2 separate regions of the Mus musculus genome follow, and region 1 is linked to region 2. A link is a contact called in public Hi-C data. All regions are on one chromosome and are shown on one strand. The core of a region is the stretch at or near the end of the contact, and the rest is flanking DNA. Distances in the headings are between cores, read along the strand shown. Region 1 overlaps Tmem200c (transmembrane protein 200C). Region 2 overlaps L3mbtl4 (L3MBTL4 histone methyl-lysine binding protein).

What was found. Hi-C and Micro-C count contacts between places; a contact is called where the count stands out from the background.
Region 1: a Hi-C map of cerebellum shows a contact between it and region 2, with 2.0 times the contacts expected there. The contact joins two enhancer-like sites. A contact is called at or near these places in 6 of 484 Hi-C or Micro-C datasets (cerebellar granule neurons, cerebellum, cerebral cortex and 1 more) and 7 of 115 datasets of contacts at active chromatin or transcription factors (SST interneurons, astrocytes, embryonic forebrain and 4 more).

The regions. Positions count from the first base shown.
Region 1 is chr17:68,839,868-68,846,254 of GRCm38.p6, forward strand. It overlaps Tmem200c (transmembrane protein 200C), which reads left to right. Exons shown (of 2, transcript NM_001206661.1): 2 at 457-3,271. The coding sequence starts at 557. The coding sequence ends at 2,470. Among named protein-coding and RNA genes, the nearest start is that of Tmem200c, 5.9 kb to the left of the region's middle. Within about 2 kb of position 1,649, at least 84 of the 459 cell types and tissues checked have an H3K27ac peak or open chromatin away from gene starts, as enhancers often do. A contact at or near this core is called in cerebellum, where this site is marked.
Region 2 is chr17:68,429,716-68,435,914 of GRCm38.p6, forward strand. All of the region lies in intron 5 of L3mbtl4 (L3MBTL4 histone methyl-lysine binding protein), which reads left to right. Among named protein-coding and RNA genes, the nearest start is that of L3mbtl4, 160 kb to the left of the region's middle. Within about 2 kb of position 4,081, at least 1 of the 459 cell types and tissues checked has an H3K27ac peak or open chromatin away from gene starts, as enhancers often do. A contact at or near this core is called in cerebellum, where this site is marked.

The DNA.
Region 1 (6,387 bases), core at 399-2,898, 410 kb after region 2:
TTGGGCCCCACTTGGGCAAATGTCCTGGCTCAGAGGCCTGGTACACCAGAGGCCCCTGCTTTGGGAAACTTTTCCATTGCAGTGAGAGGCAGGGGTAGGGTATGGGGAAAGGCTCTGACCAAGAAAGTCCTCAAACATTACTTTTGAGTCTCCACATCCACAGGATTTACAAGTATGTCAGGGCTCCCACTGGCTGCCAGCCAGGAAGCTTTCAGATAGAGGGTCTTGGAACATGTGGGGGATGGGATGGGGAGAGAGGAAAGTTTTTCTCAAACTGGTTCAAACCACCGTTTCTTTCCATCGCACAAACTGGTCTTTGATTTGTGTACACAGCTTTGGGGTGGGGGTGGAGACACACCTGGAGTTCCATCCAGGGGCAGGGGCAATCCTGGCACGTGGGCGGTTTCCGGCAGCCAAGCCCAGCACCCTCTGACTGTGTTCCTCTACTTTGCGCAGGAGGAGGTGACCAAGCAGCTAGTGGGCAGCTGGCGCTCCCCCCACACAAGCTTCAGCCGCAGCAGCCCTACGGGCTAGCCTTGCATTCCACCAGTTCACCATGATCGCCACCGGTGGCCTACTGAGAATATCTGCGAGAAAGCAGGATCCTCTCCGGCCCCCCAGCCAGGTCCCTAAGCGCAAGAGGAAAGCCAAGAAGAGGCGTAAAAACGACGTGGTGGTGGTGAAAGGCAAACTGAAGCTGTGCTCCATCTCGGGGCTCATTGCCCTTTGTGGGATCCTAGTGCTATTGGTGGGCATAGCCATGGCCGTGGTGGGCTACTGGCCAAAAGCCAACGCCGCCAACAGAGGTGGGAGCAAGCAGTTACTGCCTGTGGGCAGTAGCCATCGCATTGGGGCCATCAGCAACAGCAGCAATGGCAACAAAAACCCAGCCAAGAGCCACTCTGGGACCCCAGGGGGTGCCAACTCCAGTTCTGTGGGCGGGCCCTGGAGTCCGCCTCCTGCAAGATCTGCAGCCACCTCCTCTTCCTCTTCCTCTTCCTCTTCCTCTTCCTCCTCCACGTCGGTGGGCTTCTTCTTCCGAATCTTCTCAGGCTACTTGCACTCAGACAAGCTAAAGGTCTTCGGGCCCCTCATCATGGGTATAGGCATCTTCCTCTTCATTTGCGCCAACGCGGTGCTCCATGAGAACAGGGACAAAAAAACTAAGATCATCAACCTGCGGGACCTCTATTCCACTGTCATCGACGTGCACAGTCTCCGCGCCAAAGATCTGGCAGCAGCTGCTGCTGCGGCCGCCGCGGCTGCGGCTTCCTCCTCCGCGGCTGCCCCCGGCTCCGCGTCCCACGGGGCAGCGCCGCTCAATGGCTTTCTCAGCTACGTGCAATCTCGAGGCCTGGAGCTGAAGCCAGGCAGCTGCGCGGGCTCTGCGGACGCCTTTGGGGCTGCTGCAATGCTGGCCAGGGGTTCATGGCCCCACCCCACTGGGCTGGACGGAGGCAGCGGTGAGACTCAGGAGGCAGGGTCCCCGCCGGACCTGGCTTCATCTCCGCGCTGTCCACGGGAGCCCCCAAGTCTGACAGAGGCCGTGTACAGCATCTACCGCGAGCGCTCCAGTAGGGCTGGCCATCGCCGGACCACAGTTGCCGCGGTGGCTGCGGCCACTGCCACTGTCACCGCGGCTGCCAGCGGCGGCAGCAGCCCGGCGCCCTGCAGCCCAACCGGGAGTTGGGGGCGCCAGAGCACCACCAGCTCCCTCGTGGGCTCCTCGCTGAGCGCCTTCGCCCTGTTGCCCTTGCAAGGGGATCGGGACAGAGACGGGGACTCGGAGGGCGCAAGCTGCAGCTGGCATAGACCTCCCGGGGAACGCGGCTCCCGGGATCTCCCCAGGGGAGAACTGGACCTGAGCCTGACCGACCTCCGGGGAGCCGAGGGAGGAGCGCGCTGGGCTTCCTGCGAGCCCGGGGAGCCCGAGGGCGCGAAGACAGCACGCACCGCCAGGGGGCAGGGCGGCCGCTTGCCCAGGACCCGCAGGTACGCGGCCTGGCGGCGCCGCAGCACCAGTGGGCTCCCGGACTATCGGGCTCCACCGTCGCCCGAGCCCCCACCCTCCTCGAGCGCAGAGAACCTGGACTCAGGCCCCTCTGCTACAGCCGCCACGCCCTCGCTCCCTCTGCGCCCCGAGGAGGACTCGCCCCGCGTCCGGCGGGATTCCCACAGTTCTCAGTCGGATGACCAGTCCAGCAGCAATAAGGGCTACACCCCCCTGAGGGAGGCTGACACCTCTGTAGAGTCGGTCGTGGATGTGGTGGCCAAGAAAAGGCTAGACTGTGAGGATGTTACAGATCCCAGTACTGAGCACAGCTCCCCCGAGGGTCCCAGTCCAGGGCCAACTAGGGCGGAGCCTCTGTCTGTGCAGAGGCAGTTTACAAACAAGGAGAAACTCTTCCTCATTTCCAGGTCTCACACCCCAGGAGTAGAAGACCCCGAATTGAAAAAGTCTTCCAACTAGGGAGGGCGGGACAGGGAAAGGAGACACGCTGGTAGAGTCCCACTGGACTCTGCATTAAAAGCCCCACCCACCCACCCTACCCCGATTCCCCTGTGGACAGGTCCGAGGAAACCATTCAATATCCAAAGAGCTGCAGAATATTATCCTTGAATTACGTTCACAAGCTTCCTGTAGATAACTCAAGCAATTTTTTTTAAAGAAACAAAGTCGTCTTTTTACGTCCGATGGTGATTGTACGTTCGATGAAAACCAAATGTATTAAAAGATCACAATCTAGTTCATTAGATGAAACTCTCTTAATTTTCTTAGGATCAAAATAATATATTTTTGACAGTAACTCTGTACTTTACTCCTATTTTTCTTTGTCCAGCCCCGCCCAGCTTCCCTCGCTCCTGGACTCTGCTGCTGACTTCATCCGTAGCTGCTTGTAAAGGAATAACAAGCTTTTTATTTCTGCCCTCTTGCAGAGTCTAGAAGAGTTTGTGTCAATTCTCTTAGAATTGAACTTTCTAGGTGGAGTCAAAGCCCCAAAGCATGAGTATTCGGGAACGAGGGCCCCCTTGCCTCACCCCACGCTTATCTACAGCTGTCCAAAGGATTCTATTTTTTAAAAGGGATATTTGAATTTTGCTACCAGGGTATGTGAAGACCAGAGGGCGCCAGCAACTACACTGGATTGTGACATTCTTAAACTCACAAGACCAAGTACACCATGCATTACTGAGTATTATCACACTTGTATGGAAAATAACATTAATATTTAAAGTCTTTTTTTAATAAAAAGTTCCCAAACAGTTAAACATAATATCGCCTCATTTTGCTTGAGCTCTCGTGGTTCTAGAGCACAGGAAGCCCCTAACAATTTCTCTCCTAAATCCAAAATATAATATTTGCCTGTTCAGACTGTAGTCACCTTCTCCCAGAGTGACAGAGGGTCGTCTGTGAAGGTGTGAGTGAGCCAGCCAACCCATTTCCAGTATGTTTTTAACTTGAAGACAGAGGCAAGCATGTGACCCCTGTGTATTTCTTTGAATAAGTAGTATATTTTTTTCTATAATACTTGTAGTTAACCTGAAGTTTAAATTACAGGGATGCCAGGCTTAAAAACTCCCTTCCCACCCATGAATGTTTCTCTATTTGATTTTGATTTGGGGTCCATGTTCCTGCATCTCTGGCTGACATAAGCCACACAGTCATGCTATAATAATTCTGAAATAGTTCACAATCTGTCAGCTAGCCAGTTTTCAAGGCCAGAAAACAAAACAATTTACAGTACTGCTCCTTCTTCTTTGGAGTGTGACCTGCGACTTCATGGCCTAAGACATAACCACTGCTTTTAAAGAAAACCTGGTGACAGATGTGCTCGTATGGCTCCTCGCGCCATGCTGCAGAAGGTACATGGATTTGGGATAGAAGGATCTCATGGCATTTGCTAGCTGTGGAACTCTTAAGGGCAGACAAACAGACCTCTGCCCTCAGATCTGTAAGATGAGGTTAACAAGAGCCACAAAGCTCTAAAGGAAGCTACTACACAGCTGAGAGGGAGAGCAGAAGCCAGGCTTAGAGCACAGTCTCTAGTGGAATTTCTGAAGAGATACAATTTATCCCAGGGGCTATTGTCATTATGTCTACCCTTGTGATGTATCTTCTGCCCGCTGCAGCAGAAGGCCAGGCCCCACCCAGGGGCTTCTGCAATCTGGGGTGGTTATTCATTATCTGCAGAAACACAGACAAATCTCTTAATCCTTTTGGGCCTCTGGTGAACGATGTAATCTTTGTGATCCCCTTCAGCTCTAAGAGCTTAACTTAAATTCAGGGTATTGGGTTTATGCTGGATACAATCTTATATTTGTACACACAACTTAGCAAAAGATATGCTCCATAAACTTCCATATAACTTTCTGTAATGAAATTTAAATGGACCTAATGTTTCCTCAAACTATACACACTAAGCTAATAACTTGAGTCTCTGGATTAATTTATTGAGCTTTTCTATAAAGCAAAAGTGAGTTTCTAACAGATGAGAGAGACAAACAAGTACAACACCCCTCCCCCATCATTGTATCTTCATTCATTCTACTGTTAGAGAGTATGTTATTTAAAAGTTAACCAAAAAAAAAAAAAAAAAAAAAAAAAAAAAAAGGCCTGGATATTTTTCAGTGCTGTTTCCAGTCCCCAGAACATATAACAAATTATAAAGTTATTCTCTCTTAGCTTAACTAAGGAGGGATGGGCAGAATAAAAAATTCCCCTGCAAACCAGAAAATTCAGCCTAAATGACTGACTGACTGCAGTTACTCATACTGATGGGTTAATTATTTGGATCATTTTACATAAACACTAATTGCCCATGTTAATTTCATATAGAGGCCTCCTGAAGTTAAATCCTTAAGCAACCTAACCTAGCTCAATATCAAGTGCTACTCTGTATGTCCTGTGGTGATTCACAGCCTTAACAACTATAGAGAACAAATCTGCAATAGCCATGCTAATTTTTTCTTACTATTTACTGAGGTCCATGTATTTATCTCCCAGCTTCATATATAAGATCAATGAACCTGCGTGGCAGCTCTACTTCCTGACCACAGAGAAACAGCCTGAAGTCAAAGGATGGAGGGCTTGCCCAGGGCTTTAGATATGGTCAGTTGTAAAGGTTTTACAAAGATTTACAAAGATTTAGACCTGCTGGTGAATGATGGGATGTGATTAGAAATTCTGGAGACTATTTCAATCTTTTTTTTTCTTTCTTTACTTCCTATTAGATGTCCTTGCAGGGCCACTCATACAGATGTGCAGAGAAATGCTAGGATCCAGTCAGATAGAAAACCAATGCTTGTGTTTGAATGCAGCAAATGGCATAGGTATGCATTTATGTAAGTTTTCAGAGATCTCTGGACCCAATCAGTAAGGATACTTGGACTTTCCAGACCATAGAATTCCCCACCTTTTATGTATAATAAACACAGCTTTGGAGATTTAGAAAGACCACATCAACCTGTTCAGGGCAGAGCAGCAATGGTGGGAGAAAGGTGCTGAGCTGTTTGCAGTGACAGCAGGTTTGTTCCCTCTTCCTTTGAACTTCTGCCCTGTACTGAGTGAGGGGGTCTCCATTGAACTGCTCAGACTCTCCTCTCAGTCTCTCTTGCTATACAGTAGGAATTAAAGCGGGACCTACCTCACAGAGACCAGGTACTGACAAAATGGCTTAATCTACCTAGGAAGTGCTCGTATCAGGTTTGGCACATGGGCAGTGCTATGAACACTTCATTAGTTTCATTTCCAACGATATCAATGCTATGTACACTTATTTCATATGGGCTTCTTTTTTTTTTCTCTCCCAGAATAATTTTAGGTTTTAAAAAAAATCCAATGTGTAATCAGTAGAGTACAGTGGCCCAAAGTGTGACTTCCAGGTCTTACATAACACTGCCTGGGTTTCTCAGTCTGTTAAATAGCAATAATAATAGCATTTGACTCATAGGATTAATTATTCAAGGGAGGGCTAAATAAACTAATATACTTAAAGGACTTAGAACAATTCTTGGCACACAAAAATTTCAGTAAATGTTAAGAACTGTTATATAAGCAAAATTCAGAAAAGTAATTAGTAGTCTAAATTTATTACCCAGTTGTTAGGGACAGAGACAGATTTATTGTATAGAGAAGTCTTAATAACTTAGGTGTATTGGAGAGAATATATCTTCAGAAGCGAAGCCTTGAGCAAGGATGTGAACTCCTTGTGGCACAGGACCGTGATGTTACATAACGGTGGCCGAGTGCCCAAAACCCATCACTACACTTGGCTGCCATTTGTTCCCTGTGCACTTACTGAAGCTGGGCACATCCAAGAGCCCAGTAAGCTTTTGAGGTCACAGCCTGTCCATCAGAAGAGCTGGGGTCAAGATCAAGTGCTTGGT
Region 2 (6,199 bases), core at 2,831-5,330:
ATTTCACCATCTGTGTTAAAGCATAATCAAGAATACAAACACCTGCTGTTGAGAGCAGGTTTAAAGATCCTTTCTGATTATGACTGTTAAGTTGTATCCTCATTTCAATTGACAACTGAAATACTGTTTTCCTTTCTTTGTTAAGGTTGGTACTGAACATGTTTCTTCCTGATCTTCCCACCATCACCCTTCCCCAGGCACCTACCGTCCTCAGGCATTCTTTTCCTCATTGCTCCCTGCCTCCAGCTCTCCTTATCTGTCTGGGGACTGAAGCTCCCGCAGCTGGCCACATCTTCTTCTAGGTGTGTCACACTGCTCCCGAGCTGGCTGCTGCTTGACTGTTCAGTCTTCATCCACATTTGTTTCTGCTTACCTGAAAAGACTGCACCCTGCTCCCGATGCCTCTGTGTTTCAGGAAACCTGCTTACTCTGGCTTCTCTCATAGAATTACAGAGAGCCACCCTGGCCAGCTTGTTAAGGTGGGAGTAATGGCTTGGGGGTCAGCATCCTCACTGTTCTGTGGAAGTAACTCAGAGACAAGACACAGGCTGTCTACCTTTCCCCTACAACAGAAAACCATATACTGCCTGCTCATGGGAGGACCTCTGGCCCTGAACATCAAGTCTCTCAACATTCAACATTCCTGTCAAAGGATTACAGGCAGCTCTGCCTTTTATCCTATGCAATTTTACCAACCAGGGTTGGGTTGCTAGGAAAACAGACAAAGAATTAGGCATCTTCAAGGGAGGTACACTCCCATGTTTTAAAAAACAATTTGGTGTTTTAGAACAAAACAAAGCTCATTATTAGAAAAGTTAAAAAATATCTTGAACTTCCTTATGTGTTTTGATAGTCTAGTAATAGAGGATTATCTTGGTTCCATGTAGCTAAGACGCAGTATCAGATCCTTTTACTGCTGTGACAAATTGGGACACACTTAGTCATCTGAAACACGGGTTTACTCTCTGACAGTTTGAAAGGTCAGCAGTCTGAAGTGTGTGGAAGATTTTCCTCCCTTATGCAACACTGGGGGGAGAGTCGCTTCCTACCTTGGTAGCTCGCAGACCACCCACACCCATTGGCTTACAAGCCAGAACACGCTAATCTCTGCTTTTGGTGGTGTCCTATCTCCTTCTCTGGTGTTCCTGACTCACTCTGATAAGGAGCCTGTGATGACACTGGCCCACCTTAATAAAGAAGGATAACTTTCTCATCTCTGGATGCTGCAGGTATGCCTGTCTGCCCAATCCTGTCAGCCATGCCTGAGGACATAGCTTCTCCATCAGTATCTGCACAGAATTCTAGGGCATTGTCCTGTCTGCTGCAGTTTCAGGTCTCTCCAGTGCTGCCCCTAGGCTGTTTGTGCCCCTGGCTTGAGCACTCACCAGGATGGTCCTGACCTTTGCAACCCCTGCTAATGAAAGAACAAATGGTATAAGATCCTCAGTGGTTCATGGCTCTTTTCTCTCCATGGTCAACTTGCACTCTGATCCTCACTGGTACCCAGGCCATCTGGCCATCATCTCCCTCCTTCAGGAGTATGAGCGTGCCCTCTCGATTTTTGGCACTCCCCATTGACCCTGCCAATCCTTTGCTGTTTATGCTGTGTGGTTCCTGCTCTTTTTATTCTGGCTTCACTTCCTTCTTTCACACTTCCTTTGCACTTCTTTCTCTTCACACTCCACCACGTTTCCAATCTGTGATGTTCTTTTCAACACCCTTGAATACCCAATACTGCAATGGGGCCACTGATTCCCCTCTACTTCCATGTCATGTCTCATGGGCCATAATTGAACCCCTTCTGCAGAAGAGGGCCTGGGTCTCTTTACCTGATGTACCCATACAACTTTTGTGGCTGACACAGCACGGCTAACAGTTGTTCCATTTTCTCCCTCTGGCTCCACATTTGTCCTGAGAAGCTTCAGTGTCCTGGGTTTCTCATGAGCCATTCTCTCACTGGGGTCTTCAGCCCCCTGGTGAGCTCATTGTCACCTCTCACACACAACACACAGCTTCTCCCTGGAGGTTTACTTTCACCTCAGGAACCACACATTACTGGATAAAGACCATGAAGCCTTGCATGTTGGTGGCATGGCAAATCCATGGGCTCAGGCAGGCAGACATTGCCTGGTCTAAGTTTTCCTTCTAGATCCATCATCAAGAGGGCGGATACTTCTTGATCCTCAGAAAGTAGCTCTTAGTTCTGAGACTTCTTCCATGGTTTCTACAAGAAGCCATTAATTTGTTTATGACTATGGTTCCCCAGACCTTTCCTGCATATACACTGTGTTACTCAGAGCATTTTGTGGCCATCCTGTAATGGAAATGGTCTTGTTGCCCACTAGCTATCTCCTCCCTGAGCTTTGGCTCATCGTTCACTCTATGCTCTGTCTTCCAGTTTAACAGCTCTTCTGGCCCTTCTGAATCTGTTCTATGTTTAAGAACAGATGTCTCCTGAATTCCACACATCCAGCTTTTTGAAATTTCAGATCTCTTGTTTTTATTTCTTGAATTTGTAAATCTCTTTGACCCCAAACTTAGTTCCATGGTCTATAATTACTCATACTGTTGGCAGAAATCACCTGCAGAAATGACCCCAGGATTCCAGGGCAAAACACACATTGAGCCTCCTTGGTTAATTCCCTCTTGAAGACATCAGCTGCCCTTGGCCTTGGGTTTTACTTGTGTCAGCAACACCTTGACCCACCCTTCTTATGTTCCTCTCCTCTCCCACGATCTCATATCCAAGCTGACTCTGCACAGCTCCTGGAGGCAGTCTGTCTGTCTTCCCTTTGTGCATCCCACAGGATGTAGTGAAGTCTTCACTTCCCTAGGTACTTCACCAGAGATCTCACGTGGCTGGTCACCTCTTATCCCTCTGAAGCATGGTGAAAATTTCCTTTTTCTTTTTCCCTGTGTCTGCTAGCTTGCCTGCTGGGACTTGGAAGTCCTGCCTATTCCTTCCACCCAGCAATTAGCCCATGACTTCTTTACTGATAGATCAAGTGCCAATTGGGGAACAGGATCTTAGCATCAGAACCACCTCTACATATGTGTGAGTGCCTGTGTGCGCTCCTGTGTATGTACATTTAGTATGTGTGTGAGAGTACATATGTGTGCTCTTGCTTATGTGCATGTAGTATATGCATGTGTGTCTGTGTGTGTACATGTACACCTCTGTGTACTCTTGCATATGTACATGTGAAGGTTCCCCTGGTGTGTGTGTCTGTGTGTGCTCCTTCTTATGTGCACCTGGAGGATCTACTGGTATATGTGTGTGTACCTGTGTGTGTGTGTGTTCTTGCTTATGTGTGTGTGGAGGTTAGAATGTGGCATTGGGTCCTAGAGGATATCATTGGGTGTCTTCCTCAATTACTGTCCACAGGTTATTTAAGACAAAAACTTTCACAGAACCTGAAGTTCTATTCAATTAGACTGGCTGTCCAGCAAGCCCTGGGAATCTGCTTGTTAACTCTGTCCCAGCTCTGGGGTTCCAGACATGTGGTACTTTGCTAATGGAGATATCTCTAGAGCCCTAATTTTGAAGCTATTTTGTTTGTTTTGCTAAGGATTCTCTCTCTCTCTCTCTCTCTCTCTCTCTCTCTCTCTCTCTCTCTCGGAAGTTGTAAAGTCCTTGGAGACTGGCTGAGTTTCATCATCTCCCTGATTCTCTTTCTTCCTCCCTCCTTCTCTTCCTCCCTCCCTCCCCTCTCTCTCTTCTTTGCTCCTTTTTCTTTCAGGTGCTACTTACCAAGCCTCTCTGGCTCCCCTTCAGTCACTTCATGGGGACAGCTCTGTGACATACCTCTTTGACCTTTCACCTTTAGCTGGAAACACAATGGCCTAATTCTGTGGGATAATCTTTCGAGGCTTTTGGTGGTGTCTGATACAGGCTTCATTCACCTTGTTAAGTGTGAGGATTTCCTATACTTCCTTTAGCTCTGAGCCCCTTCTTCTCAACCTCTTAGTGTTGGTGTCTCCCGGTGCTCTGAACCTGCTTCATTCACACTGTTACACTGTTCATGAGAAACCCATCTGCCTAGACTCCCGCTGGCTGGTCAGATGTCACGTCTGGCTGAAGTCTCTTTTCTGGCTGGTCTGTTCATTAAGGATGCTCTGGTCCTCATCTCTGATCTGTGCCTGACATGAGTCTTTCCTTCCTCACTCTGCTAGCACCTTCTTGCTGACTCCTGCACACTCCTGCGTGCTCTCTCCCCTCACCAGTTCCCTCTCCTAAATTTATACCTGGCCACATGTGGGTTTTCTTCATGTTGAGAACAGAACTTGTTCCTCTTTACTTGCTGTCTTTATTTTGTAAACCAGGCAGAAACACACCATGTCCCTTCCTATTTTACCTTCCATTCTTCCCTCTCTGCCCTCCACACTACTGTCTCCCTCTTCTTCTCATGCTGTCACTCGGAAACGTTGTTATAATATAACATGATTCTAGAAATCAATATTCTTTGTTGTTAGTAAAGTTCCAGTCTTCTCTGGGATAATGGGTTACATTCATTGAGGACTCCCATTGAGCAGGGCACCTTCTGGCTCACCCCTGTTTGTTCACACTCCTGTTTTTCAGTCTTCACCCTTGAATGAATGAAGCACGAATAGAGCAGAGTGGATAGCCTCTATCAGACAGAATTCGACATCTTTACTGGGTGCTAACTATACTTTTAAAATCTAATTTTACAAAATATCTCCATTTGTGAAATGGAACCTGAAAATGTAGGGGTGTGTGTGTGTGTGTGTGTGTGTGTGTGGTGTTTAAAATAAAGTCTGCGTATGTATTTAGTTCTGTAAAAGTCTGCGTTCATAGTTACTTCTGTAGGTGTAGAATGATGTTCTTGTTAAAGTTCCCAAAACTACTTGAGATTCTGAGAACTTTCCCATCTAAAATGGTTCCATGTGATGTCAAGCTTTTGCATTTTGAACATTCTGCCCAACAATTTGATAGTTCCTCTAAATACCACCAGACTCTTAATATAGGTCCTTCTTGGGCACCATATTAAATATCGTAAGCCACATGGTGACCATGTCTTGCTCTCTTAACAGTCATACATAGTGCTGAGAACTACCCGATCTTCAAGATACCTGGAAGAAATCAGCATTTCAGTTCATCCTTGTGTTTGGCCACAGCCTTTGCCCCTTTGCCTGTTTTTAGATGTTTGTTCTGTATGTATTTTCTAAGTCCCAGTCTTGAGATGAATGTACTGATGGCTAGCAGTTTTCCCCAAAGGAAAGAATTGATATTGTTCTATTCACTGTATTCAATTGTTTCATTGATATTTAAATCAAATGGAGCAGGTTTAAAAATAGAGTGCTTTTCTATAGTGTGACATCTCCAGGCTGATCAGTTGCAAAGGACCTAAACCTCAGAGAGATCCCCAACTAACGTCCATTTCTCATAATCCCCACAGCTTTTGGTTTTTGTGCAAACTCAAGGAGGTGCCCTGATCTCATGGCTCAGTTACTTTTCTATACCTAGAATTCCCTTCTTTGAAATTGTAAGAGTCAAAGTCACACGGCTGCTTTGAAATAGCTGATGTGAAGGTTAGACCCACCCAGCCACCCACCCAGGGCTGCACTTTTGTTCCTAGAAGAGGCTCAAAGCTCCTGCAACAGTGTCTTATCTATACCACTAGCTGGAAGCTGAGTGTCAAGCTCTTCAGAAGAAGGAAAATTCAGCAAAAAAACCAACCAACCAACCAAAAAAAATCCACCATTTAGAATCAAGGGTAGATACTCTGCCCTGTAGCTGTAGGAAATGTATATTAGCAATACCCCTCATACCCTTGCCCTCCACCTGCCTCAGTTAAGTCAACTTGTGCAACAGATGTGGATTTATTGTTTTAGGCACCAGAGCAAAAGGTGCTTGGAATCCATTTCAGGAATGGTGAATTCATCACAGAAGTTATTCAAAATATTCTCTGGATGCAGGCCGTGGTATGTGCTATCAGGATTCCTTTCCTTTGTGAGCTCAGATAGCACAGAGCCAGCTGGCCATTACTTGTTCTGAAACGTGTTCTTCGTTTGTTCATCTGTTTCTGAGTCTCTAGTTCATTCATTAGGTAGGATACATAGTTAAATGTTGGTTGTATATACAAACTTCTGTGGAAATGAGGCTTCTGTACCTGAGATTTTAGCAGGATGAATCCTCAGAAGGCCATTCAGAGTTGTATTAACGTATTGAATTATACTT